Regions from separate parts of the Macaca mulatta genome. Here regions 1 and 3 are each linked to region 2. Evidence: chromatin contacts called from public Hi-C data. All regions are on one chromosome and are shown on one strand. The core of a region is the stretch at or near the end of the contact, and the rest is flanking DNA. Distances in the headings are between cores, read along the strand shown.

Region 1 (3,829 bases), core at 129-2,628, 440 kb before region 2:
AGCGACGCCTCCGCCCCACCAGGACTATTGTTCCCAAGTTCCCCACCCCCACCCCGGATAGGAAGTGATAGTCACATCCCCTTCGCCTTCGGCAATATCCCCTGGGGAGTCCGAAGTCGGTTTCCTTCAGGATAATCCCCCCCACCCACACTTATCCCCTGAACCGGACCCCAAGATCACCTTAAACCTGGGTCTCAAGAGAGGAGAAGCGGGACGCGGGTAAATGGAAATTAGGTAAACCCATGAGATTCCTTATGGACAATCCTTTCCCAAGCGTTGGAGATCATGATTGCGACCCCAGAAACGGCAGAAGTCCTACCTTGCCCGCTTTGAGACCAGCTAAAGCAAAGGGATCCCAGGAGTTAGTGCCAACCTCAATTCCCCCGTTCCTCTGTCAGCCACGATCTGCACTCCTCCCGGTCACAGCCAGATACCCTGCCTCGACCCTCCTGGGAGGAGCGGACTGGGCGGGGAGATGTGGAAACGCGAGCACCCCCCGGCCTGCACCTCACTAGTCTCCGGCTCCCGGCCGGGTAAACAATAGGTGGTCGCGAGCCGCGGTGCAGGCTGCAGGCTCGGCCGCTCGGCCGCTCCCTTCGCGCCCCGGGCGCCCGCGCGGGGGTCGCGAACATGGGAGAAGAAAGGAGGCCACGGCGGGAGGCGCTCTCGATTCCCGCCGGCTTCCAAGACCACCCGGCCCACCGGGCTGGTGCGCGCCCCCTCCGCCCCTTTCCTCACAGAGGTACACAAAGCACTGGCGGCCCGGCCGGGAGAGGCGGCGATGGGCTCCGGCGCCGGCGAGACAAGGCGACAGCGAGGGGAGAGACTCACCATGAAGTCCCGAGCGAAGTTGTCCTCCCCATTGTGGTCAGGACTCTTCATGGCCTGGACCCTCTGGATGAATTTCCTCAGGATCTCCACTTGCTCCATCCTCCCGCGTCCCCCCGGCTGCGGTCGCTGGCCCCCCCGCCGCCCGCCCGCCCGGCGCAGAGCCCGCTCCGTCTTCCCCAGCTCGTTTCCCCAGCACGTCCCTCCCTCCCGACCCCCGCCAAGCCCCGCGGCTCCCTCCTCCTCCCCACTGCCCTAGGCGGCGGCTGCGGCGGCACCGGCTGGGCTCCCGACACCACAACTTCCAGGAGCAGCCGCCGCTCTCCCACAGTACCAGGCGAGCCGCTGCGGCTAGCGCCAACCCCAACCCCCAGCTTGCTCCATCCTCCTTCCCCGCCCTCCTCCTCCGTCGGAGACGCCGCCGCCGCCGCCGCCGCCGCCGCCGCCGCCGCCGCCGCCTCAGGAACACAGCTAGCTCTCCGCTCGCCCTGCCCCCCCTTCCCGGTTCTTCCTCCCCCCCACCCCCCGCCAGCAGCCGCAGCCGCAGCCGCCTCTCCCCACGGGCGCGTCCCCGCCGCCACCCAGATGCGCGGCCTCGCGCTGCGGCTCCGCCCCAAGCGCCGCGCCTGCTGATCCATCCCCGCCCGCCTCCCGGCCACGCCCCCAAGCCCGCCCTGCCGGCCCCAGGCCCGCTTGGAGTGGCTGGAAGGCACTTCAGCGGGCGGCCTGGAGACCTGACTCCACTTCCGGGGCGTGGCCCCGTTCAGGGATCTTAGAGGTCGGAGTAGCGTCGGGAGGAGAGTTGGTTCCTCCGAAGGAGGGAATGCGACTCAGAGCGGGGCAAGCAGTAGTGTATCAGAGTAGGATTCTGCTGGAATTTGCGGTCTCACCGCCTACTAGGGAAGAGAAGCAGTTTTCAGGAGTCCCGCACCGCCGCCAGCCGTGGACTGGGCCTACAAGTCACGGCCTGTGGAGTCCAGGAGTGGGGGCGGGCGAGGGCTGGCTGGAGGCAGGCTGGGAACTGTAGTAGTGTCACCGCCACGTTCGCGGCAGGTAGATGCTCATTTTGGTAACGGATTGGTGAGAGTGGATAGCAATTAGGCTTCGGCACCTTGGAGTGTGGCTCAGCTAAGGGAAGTGAAACGCTTCCTGGGTGAGAGGACTTTTATTATTTGCGCATCCTCTTAAACCTGGCGAGTGAGCGCCTGAGGTTCGGAGTGCCTTCTTCCCGGATGACGCGGGTGTGGGATCTTCGTGTTTGCCGAACTGAAGGAAATTTGCCTTCCTGCCTTGAGGTTCGCAGCAGTTCATAACTGAATAAGAGACTTCCCTCAGTAGAATGGACTTTATTTATAAATCTATTAAATCTTTTTTTTTTTTTCCCCAGAGCTAAGGTCTTGCTCTATCGCCCATAGTGCAGTGCTATGATCACGGCTCGCTGCAGCCTTGAACTCCTGGGCTCAAGGGATCCTCCTACCTCAGTACATCACCAAGCCCAGCTAATACATTTTTAAAATTTATTATTTATTTGTTTAGTTTTGGTAGAGAAGGGGTCTCACTAGGTTGCCCAGGCTGATCTCAAATTTCTGTGCACTGGGGATCCTCACCCCCTCAACTTCCGAAAGCGTTGGGATTCTAGGCGTGAGCCACCGTGCCTGGCCTATAAATCTTTATTCATCTTTGTAAACTTCTATCAGAGAATTTATTCTGGTCTAACTCATCATTTTACAAATAAAGCGACTTCCTGACATCCCCCAGAGTATTCTTAGCAGAGCCGTAACTAGAACACAAGTTATTTTACTTTCACAACAGTGGCCTCTCACAATGTGACAGAACTGAAGGATTTGATCCGTGAACTGAATTTCATCATTTATACCCACAAACGTTTTTGTACAGAGCAGGGAATTTGGTTATAATAGGAAATATCAGTGGTAGAATACTTTATTAGATGAAAGTTAGGAGCACTATGGAATTTAGTGAAAAACTCATAGAAGAAAACAGGTGTAGGCCGGGCGTGGTGGCTCATGCCTGTAATTCCATCACTTTGGGAGGCCGAGATGGGAAGATCACCAGGAGGCGGAGGTTGCAGTGTGCCGTGATCACACCACTGCACACCAACCTGGGCGACGAGACTGAGGCCCTGTCTCATAAAAAAAGAAAAAGAAAGAAAATAGGTGTAACAGGATACAGTTTATTTACTTCTTCAAAAAAAGGAAAATATTTCTCTTAAAATAATCCAACTAATATATCCACCCCAGAAATAGGCACGTCAGACCGGGTGCAGTGGCTCACGCCTGTAATCCTAGCACTTTGGGAGGCCGAGGTGGGCGGATCACTTGAGGTCAGGAGCTCCAGACCAACCTGGCGGATATGGTGAAACTCTGTCTCTACTAAAAATACAAAGCCGGGTGTGGTGATGCACGCCTGCAGTCCTAGGTACTCCAGAGGCTGAGGCAGGAGAATCGCTTGAACCTGGGAGGTGGAGGTTGCAGTGAGCCGAGATCGTGCCACCACACTGCAGCCTGGGTGAAAGAGCGAGACTCCGTCTCGGGGAGGGAGGAGGGGAAAGCCAGGCGCGATGGCTCATGCCTGTAATCCCAACACTGGGAGGCCGAGGTGGGAGGATCACCTGAGGTCAAGAGTTCGAGACCAGCCTGGCCAACATGCTGAAACCCCGTTTTTACTAAAAATACAAAAAAATTAGCCGGGCGTGGTGACGCATGCCTGTAATCCCAGCTAGTCAGGAGGCTGAGGCAGGAGAATCGCTTGAACCCGGGAGGGGGAGGTTGCATTGAACGAGATCGCACCATTGCACTCCAGCCTGGGCAACAAGATCGAAACTCCGTCTCCAAAAAAAAAAAAAAAGAAAAGAAAAGAAAAAAAATGCACTTCAAGTTATGCCCTTCCAAATTTTTTCCTATGCATTTATATACGTGTGTGCATGCAAAGAGATACAGTTGTGCTCTGTATTTCAAAAATTCACTTAGAGGAATAATTTAAT
Region 2 (4,201 bases), core at 310-2,809:
TGATTATGCTACATAGAAAATTATAGTTCAGTTGCCAATTCCATTAACTTAGTTTGTCTCAGAAAAGGAAAAATTACTATATAAACAGAATTATCTATTAAGAATTAATATTTAATCTAAAAATGTCTAGTGCCTCTACAGAAAATTTGAGTACATTCTCAACTTCCTTAAACCAGTGCCTTTTTCAAATTTCTTTTCAAAGTTACACCTGTCAGTTTTCACTAAAAAATAGTTTGAAGATTATTTTGAATAATTATAACCAATGAAACACAAAGGCAAGAATAGAACTATTGCAGTGGGCCCTTGCTGAACCTGAGCTAGCACCTATAATGAGTCAGTCCTCACTGAAGGAGGAATGAGGAGGGAAGAAGGACTAGAAAGACAGAAAAGAGGCAATCATAACTTAAGAAAACACTGAATTTTTAAAAAGATAGTGGCTGGCAGAGTACCTTAGACTTGTACCCAGGAGGGCGTTAGCCCAGTCTGTCTATCACGATTGCCCCAGGAATTCTAGTCATTGTACTTGGGCAAGAGCTTCAATTTTTTAAGGCACTTGCATTTTATGAAACGTTAGTGTTTGCAGGTGTCTTGGCTAAATAATTTAGGGAATAAATTTTAGGAGGAAGTAGCGGCACAGAAGGGGAGAGAGAAACCAGGCAGGAAAGAAGAAAATAAGTCTTTCTGTTCCCATTACTTTACTTCCCATAGAATTATACAAGGTAAACACACACACACACACACACACACACACACACACACACACACACACCCCTTGTAGGGTCATTGAGAACCATCTTTCTTCATTTTAAAACTAAAGAAACAGGTCTAGGTGACACAGATGAAGCAGTGGCAGAGCCAGGAAAATAATCTGACCCTTGTCCCTGTTCTTTCCACCGCACCATGGTAACTCCCTTTTTTGTGTCTTTTTTTTGTTTTGTTTTTAAACACTCTAAAACTGAGGATCATTTGTAGTCAAAGAGATCAATGCTATTCTCAAAACAAGTTCTGATCTCTCATAATTTTCTTGGTAACTCAGAATCAATGTTAAGTACGTTGAAATAAAAATGCAGTACTTTACACGGTAATTTTGTAGACTGTGCACCACGTTCCCATCCATTTTCTTACTTGATCCTTACAAAAACCCTTTGAGGCAAGGCAAGGCAAGTATTATTATCTTCATTTTTAAAGTGAGCAAATTAAAACCCAAAGAGTAAGGTCACTTAGGGTCAGGAAGGAGCCAGTACTCTATTCCTATATTTGAAATATAGGAGGGAATACACTTCCAAAGAGGCAATTCCCTCAAAAAGCACCAAGAGTAAAGGCTCTTTACTCTCTTGCCAAGGCATTCTCTATCCCCTGGAGACGCCTGCACTAGGTTAGTGAAGCATGGGTCTTGACACCCACAGAGGTTACTCCTAGTTTGCACCTAGTTGTCATCTTAAAAAGCGCAGTTTCTTACCCCTTCCCTTGGTCCTGATCCTTATTTTAGGCTTTTTGGGATTTGGCCTCCTGGGTCTCACTTCGAAGCTCCACCCTCGCCAAACAAGAAGTCGCGTCCTTGGTATCCAAGGTGACCGCGCAGCTTTACCCACGTTGCCCCTTTCGTGCTTTCCATTGGCCAGTTGGACTCCTATGTACCGCCCCTCCAATAGCCAATGGTCTTGAGGCAAAGGGCGCCCGCCTTTCCCAGGGAGTCTAACACATGCCCTTTTACCCGGGCTCCCCTGCGCATTGCCTCCTGGGATATGTGGTTTCTAAGATGCCAGAGCTCTGCGATGTTCCACCCCTTTACAACTACCTATCCCGTCCGCCTTAGCGAAAGGGGCGGGCGTAGGCTAGGAGTCCGGGTCAGAGTTTAGAGCTTTCAAATTGCAACTTGCCTCTGGGGCTTGCGTGGCTGATGTTTAAATTGCCTAGTCAAGCGAACCGGCTCCCTCTTGCTTCAGCAAACCCTGACAGACGTCTCCTATTTGACTTGAGGCGGCATAGTGGCCAAGTCGATTGGCCGTGGCAAGTGACCCTCCCTGTAGCTGAAGTGTTCTAAGGACTGGAGAGAGGGGCGCGCCATGCTTGCCCCCTGCTCAGGTTGGGAGCTTGGCTGCCTCCGTCTCTGTCTCCGTCAGGTCCGATTGTGGGCTGGCACTGGGCGCTGGGCTTCCTGGGCTTGCCAAGCCAGGCCGTACGGCTCAGGTCGGGGCAAGCCCTGGCCCGGATCGGAGGCTGAGGTCCCTCCGCCTGGCCCGGCGCGCCGGACTCTAAAGGAGTGGACGCTGCAGGTGAGCCCGTTCGGTCGGCTGCGGGCGCGGCTCCCGTGCCACCTGGCCGTGAGGCCCTTGGACCCCCTCACCTACCCGGATGGCGACCGCGTGCTGGTCGCGGTGTGTGGCGTGGAGGGCAGCGCGCGGGGCCTGGACGGCCTGCAGGTGAAGTACGACGAGGCTCTGGAGGAGATGGCCATTTTGTCTGACACTATCGACCCCCAGGCGTTCGTGGAGGTGAACGCGCCCCTGAAGTTTGGCAAGTGAAATGAAGTGAAAACGGGTTTGGGTCCCAGGGCACGCACAGTGAACTTACTAAATTTGGTCGACTTGCACTTTTAATTGGTCCTGGCTTTCTAAACCTAATTTACAGTTGGCACCTTCGGAAATGCACCTTTTCCTCTGTTCTATTCTTGAGTATCCGAGTAGTATTTAAAAATTAGGTTGCCTAACTAAAAATTTGTTATAGAAATTTTATACATCGAATGGAAACATGATTTGGTATAATCCAGGTCAAATTATATTTCTGGAGCCGCTTGTGTTCTCCTTTATCCCGTTGTCATTAGCAAACTGGCTTATTTTTCAAGGTTGAAGTTTCTTGACAATTCATTCAATGGTATGGCAGTCCATCTACATTTCCCCTTACTCACAGCCTGGGGGTGTGTCCCAAAACAGCCCTGTCAATAGGATGTTCCGTTTATCACCTGGTTTGAGTATTTGGTTTGAGACAGGCGCCCAGCTTCTTACTGTTATGTTTCCATTCTTTTTGGCCTAAGTTTTCCATGAGTAGCAAGCTTTGAAGAAAAACACATAGTAAGCCTGCCTAGGAAACTTCAATAATAATGCCTGCAAAATAACCTTTCCTAGGTTTTTGGGTTCTGCGTTATTTCCTAAATGGCAAGCCACTGTGTACACACACTTTTCTAGGAAGGGCTCCCCAGACTGTCATTCTTCCTGCAACTGAAGGAAGATATTGATGATGATGATAATAATAATAGCATTTAGCATTTTTAAGATCATCTTTTATAATGCTTACAGTTGCACCAAATAGCAGATACTGTAGTCCTCCCTTATCCACCATTTGGCTTTCTCAGTTTGTTACCTGCCTCAACTGTTGTAGGAAAATATTAAGATATTTTGGCAGATCACAGTAATATAACTTATTACAGTATATTGTTATAATTGCTCTATTATTGTTGTTCATCTCTTACTATGCCTAGTTTATAAATTAAACTTGGTCATTGATATGTATATAGGAAAAAACATAGAATATATAGGATTTGGTACTATCTGTGGTTTCAGGAATCCAGTGGGGTGGGGTGGGTCTTGTCTACTTTAAGAGAAATCATCAATATTTATGTTAATTCCAAATTAAATATCAGTGTTTTTAATTTTTAAAATTTGTATACAGAGATGCCTGCAGTTACATCTTAAATAGACAGCCAAGGATGGCATTTGTGATTCCTTATTTTCCAAACTTTCTTCATATACCACTTCCATTTGTCCACAATCTTGTGGGGGTTTGTTTTTGAGACTGCATCTCACTCACTCTTTCACGCAGGCTGGAGTACAGGGGCACAATCATGGCCCACTGCAGTCTCGACTTCACGGTTTTAAGTGACCTTCTCACCTCCGCCTCCTGAGTAGCTGGGACTACGGTGTATGCTACCATGCCCAGCTAATATTTTTATTTTTTGGTAGAAATGGAGTTTTGCCACATTGCCCAGGCTGGTCTTGAACTCCTGGGCTTCAGGTAATCTTCCTTCCTTGGCCTCCCAAAGTGCTAGTATTACAGGCATGAACCACTGCTCATGGCCTGATCTTGTAGTTTTAATAGTATATATTAGGTTTTTCAAAGTTGTTCCCATTTTTAAAAAATTACTTCAAATACCTTGTGATATAGCTGCATGATAATATTTTCATTTTCTAGGTATGAAAGGTTA
Region 3 (3,866 bases), core at 91-2,590, 340 kb after region 2:
CCCGTGTCTCGATAATAATAATATGTCTTGGAGGGCATTTCTTCTTAGTAGGTACAGATATACTTTATTCTACATAATACCTCATTCGCTTAGTCACTCTAGGTCATTTACTACTTCTACTATGAAACAAAGTTATAATGAACATCCTTGTACATCCTTCTGAACACATGTGCAAGTATTTCTCTAAAGTAGATCCCTAGAAGTGGAAATGCTTGGTTAAAGGGTACATGTATTTAACATTTTAATAAATATTTCTCAATTGCCATCCAAAAAGGAGACGGGGGTCTCTACCAAATTGCCCTCCCAACCGCCTAGGATCGTTACTACCCTCAGCTGGGACCTCCTTTTTCCTTCCCTAGACATCTCTCTTCCTCATTCCCCGCATAGCGTATCTTTGCTCGAACCTCCTACTGCACCAACAGCCCCATCCCCACTCAAACACGCACATTCTTGGAAAATATCTCATCAACTATTTGTAGAGAAAAAAAGAGGTCAACAAAGGCAAACGTTCTCAGCTTCCAACCCCCAAAAACCTACAAAACCTAGTATCTATCCCTTCCTGTCTTCCTTCCCTCCTATTACAATGGGGGTGGAAGGGTAGCCCTTCCTGTTGTCTAAAGGCAATCCCGGTTGAGAGGGTCCTTACCTTCACAAAGGGCTGACTACACTGACCAAAGGTATCAGCTTCCACTCTCCCCTCAGCTAACCTCCATCTATTTTCTGCACTCACGGCTCCATGGAAACCTCAGGCTCACCTTGGGCAGAATCCAGGTCCTTATCTTAGGTGACTAGAGCCTACTCCCTACTTCTGACAACACTCTTCATAATGACAGTCTGCTGATTTTCCTCCTCAGCCTCTCTGGCATTTCTTTCTCACTCCTCCACTCCTCAGGCACTTCTTGTTCAAACCTTAAAAGCTGAGTTTGGGGTTTCCGATCTGGGCCTTGTGCTCATTTCCCCTGGGAGATGTGACCCATTCCCCACTTGCAGCTACCATCACCCTCTGTCTTCTCTCTGATCAGCATCTTCAGCCCAGATCGCCTACAAGTCCGAGTTTGACTTCACTTTCTCGCATTCCGCCCCGCCTTCTCCCTCCTCCCTCAACTCCTAAACCTAGTCCCTCCTCCGAGACGTCTTCCCTGACTCCTCCCCCTTCTAATTCCCCACCGTCGGTCCGTGTCCGCCGCCACGCGTGTCCAGTACCTCGCAGACCTGAGGAATATAGTTCTCCTTGAAGTAGTTCTTCAGCCTCGGGTTGGCATTGCGTAGGGAGGCCATGGCCCAAGGCCTGACGGAGAAGCTGCGCTGGTACCCTCCCCGCGCTGGGACTAGGAGCCGGGTGCGTGCGGGCGTTGTCCTGGCAACCAGGGGGCGGGGCTGGACGCGGCACCGCCCCTCGCTCCGCTGCCCGGGGCAGGAGGGAGGGAGGCTTGCTTCATGCCACAGGAGAAGCGACGGGAAGCTCGGCTCCGGGTTCAGGGCCCCGGCGTCTCCGCGTGGGGCGCACCGTCCTAGCCTCCCCTCCTGGCGTCCAGCGCCCCGCCCCGCCTCGCCTGGGAGAAGCCGCCGGGAGGCGCCGCGCTGGAGTGGGCGGTTATAGGCTTTGAGCTGAGCCGTTTCCGGGAGGCGGAGCTCAGACCCCATTTCCTTTCTCCACATCCAGGTCGCGCGCGGTTTGTTGTGGCGGCTAGGCCCGCGTGATCTGGAGACCTCCGCGCTGGCCCCCAGGAGCCTCCTGCCCTGGCCCAGCGCGGCGGCTCTGCCGCGGCTGCAGAATGGGTGGCCCCCGGGGCGCGGGCTGGGTGGCGGCGGGCCTGCTCCTCGGCGCCGGCGCCTGCTACTGCATTTACAGACTGACCCGGGGTCGGCGGCGGGGCGACCGCGAGCTCGGGATGCGCCCTTCCAAGTCTGCAGGTGAGACCGCGGGGTGCCCGGCAGGTGGGCGGGGACTGGGCAGGGGGGCTTCCCGGGCTTGGGTGGTGGCTTGCGTGTCCTCGGGGTAAGATGAGGAGCCGAGCTAGAGGGAGAGGCAGTACTTGTGTGGGTGCATGGTGCTGCGCCGCCCCCGCCGCCCATTCTTTGTTCACTATCCTGATATGAAAACTTGTCCTGGCTTTCCTGCCTGAGCTTTGCGCCACAGTGGAGGATTAGGTTTCTTAAAAGCCTGTTGATGGCCTCTCACTTTAAAGCTTGTTCCGGGCCTTTGTGTAATTAAAGGGATTCTGCCGATTGTGGAAGGGCTGTTGAGGGGCCCGGAGCCATAAGTGAAGCTCTGCTTGCAAGTGTCCTGGAAGAAGGGACGTCAAAGGGGCAGTTGTGCGGGCGCTCGGCCCGGCCTCAGAGGGGAGGTACCTGGGAGTCACAGTGGTCCAAGACCTCCCAGCCTGGTGTGTGTTTTGGAAATGGGAACAGTTGTCTGCGCGAGACACACCCTCCCAGCGGACAAATGCCAGATTCGGTTTCTGTCCAAAAGTTGATCGGTACGGTAAAACCCTCCAGAGGCATGTTTCACATCATGGAAGCCGTTAGGGAAATAATTTAAAATAACATATCTGCCATCCAAGAAACTCCTGTCCACAATTGTAGAAGAGAACTAAACAGCGTCATTGTTGAGTAAGCACAAACTAGATTGTCTCAAGCATCACGGGCAATTTGCTAATGGGATAGCAAGAAGAATTCTAATTCCTTTAAGTGTAGCTGGACAGATAGAACCGATTTCGTATTACGTACGTGTTCTCAAGATAAAAACTAATTTGTCCTTAAGTAAGATGACTTGACAGTACCATTCACTACGTGTAGTTTATCCTAAATTTACTGGTAATTGGGGTGGTTGTTATCTAATTGCCTTTATCCAGAGGAAAAGTAAAAATGTCTTTATGATGTGGAACCAGGTGCCCAGGCTAAAAACTCACAGAGCTGGGGAGATTGGGGCTCTATCTTCCTGGAAGAGTAGGTTTCAAAGAGTAGGCTTTCTCCAAACAGTAGGCTCCAAAGCTTTTAAGAAAGACTTTCTTGGGCTGTAAAACTGGCCAAATGCTTATTTCGCTTTTAAAAAGATTTACATTTGTATCAAAGAAACAGGAAAAGGAGTTTAGTTTTGTTCTCAGACAGGGACTCAGTCTGTCACCCAGGCTCGGTGCAGTGGCGCAATCACAGCCTCCACCTCCCTGGGCTCCTCCCACCTCAGCCCCCTAAGTAACTAGGACTACAGGCGCACACCACCACACCTGGCTAATTTTTGTATTTTTTTAAAGAGACAGGTGTTCACCGTGTTGTTGCCCACGCTGGTTTGAACTTGGCTCAAGCAGTCCTCCTGCCTAAGCATCCCGAAGTGCTGTAATTACAGGATGGAGCCTCCTCACCTGGCCAACAAAGGATTTGTAATTACAAGTTTGCATGAGGGAATGCTTTAAGGAAAAGGGAGTGGAAGGGGAAGGTCTCTTTCACTTTTGGCACTAGGTATAATTCAGCTTTTTTTTTTTTTTTTTTTTTAAGATTTGTATTTACTCTTACTGTATTAGTCCATTTTCTGTTGCTTATAATAGAATACCTGAAACTGGGTAATTTATTAAGAAAGGAATTTATTTCTTAGAGTTATGGAAGCTGAAAAGTCCAAGATTGAGAGGCCGTAGCTGGTATGGACCTTCTTGTTGTGACATAGGGCATCCCAAGGCCAGAGGGGCAAGTGTGTTAACATGCTGACTCAGGTCTCTTGTTCTTATAAAGCCACCAGTCCTGCTCATTAATCCATGATTATGATTATTAATCCATAATTAATGGATTAATTCATTCATGAGGACAGACCCCTCATGATGCAATCACCTCTTAAAGGCCTTACCTCTCAATATTGCCACATTGGGAATTAA

Evidence for each region. Hi-C and Micro-C count contacts between places; a contact is called where the count stands out from the background.
Region 1: a Hi-C map of fetal cortex germinal zone shows a contact between it and region 2, with 3 times the contacts expected there. The contact joins the promoter of PTPN12 here to the promoter of CCDC146 in region 2. A contact is called at or near these places in 2 of 14 Hi-C or Micro-C datasets (fetal cortex germinal zone and fetal cortical plate).
Region 3: a contact with region 2 is called in a Hi-C map of fetal cortex germinal zone, with 2.3 times the contacts expected there. The contact joins the promoter of FBXL13 here to the promoter of CCDC146 in region 2. A contact is called at or near these places in 5 of 14 Hi-C or Micro-C datasets (blood, fetal cortex germinal zone, fetal cortical plate and 2 more).

Annotation. Positions count from the first base shown.
Region 1 is chr3:141,999,245-142,003,073 of T2T-MMU8v2.0, forward strand. PTPN12 (protein tyrosine phosphatase non-receptor type 12) reads right to left here and starts at 1,379. Exons shown (of 18, transcript XM_015134192.3): 1 at 832-1,379. The coding sequence starts at 930.
Region 2 is chr3:142,436,170-142,440,370 of T2T-MMU8v2.0, forward strand. It overlaps CCDC146 (coiled-coil domain containing 146), which reads right to left and starts at 1,560. Exons shown (of 17, transcript XM_077997122.1): 1 at 1,460-1,560. It overlaps FAM185A (family with sequence similarity 185 member A), which reads left to right and starts at 1,851. Exons shown (of 9, transcript XM_028846143.2): 1 at 1,851-2,517. The coding sequence starts at 2,067.
Region 3 is chr3:142,776,869-142,780,734 of T2T-MMU8v2.0, forward strand. It overlaps FBXL13 (F-box and leucine rich repeat protein 13), which reads right to left and starts at 1,341. Exons shown (of 21, transcript XM_015134552.3): 1 at 1,204-1,341. The coding sequence starts at 1,278. It overlaps ARMC10 (armadillo repeat containing 10), which reads left to right and starts at 1,652. Exons shown (of 6, transcript XM_001086049.5): 1 at 1,652-1,914. The coding sequence starts at 1,776.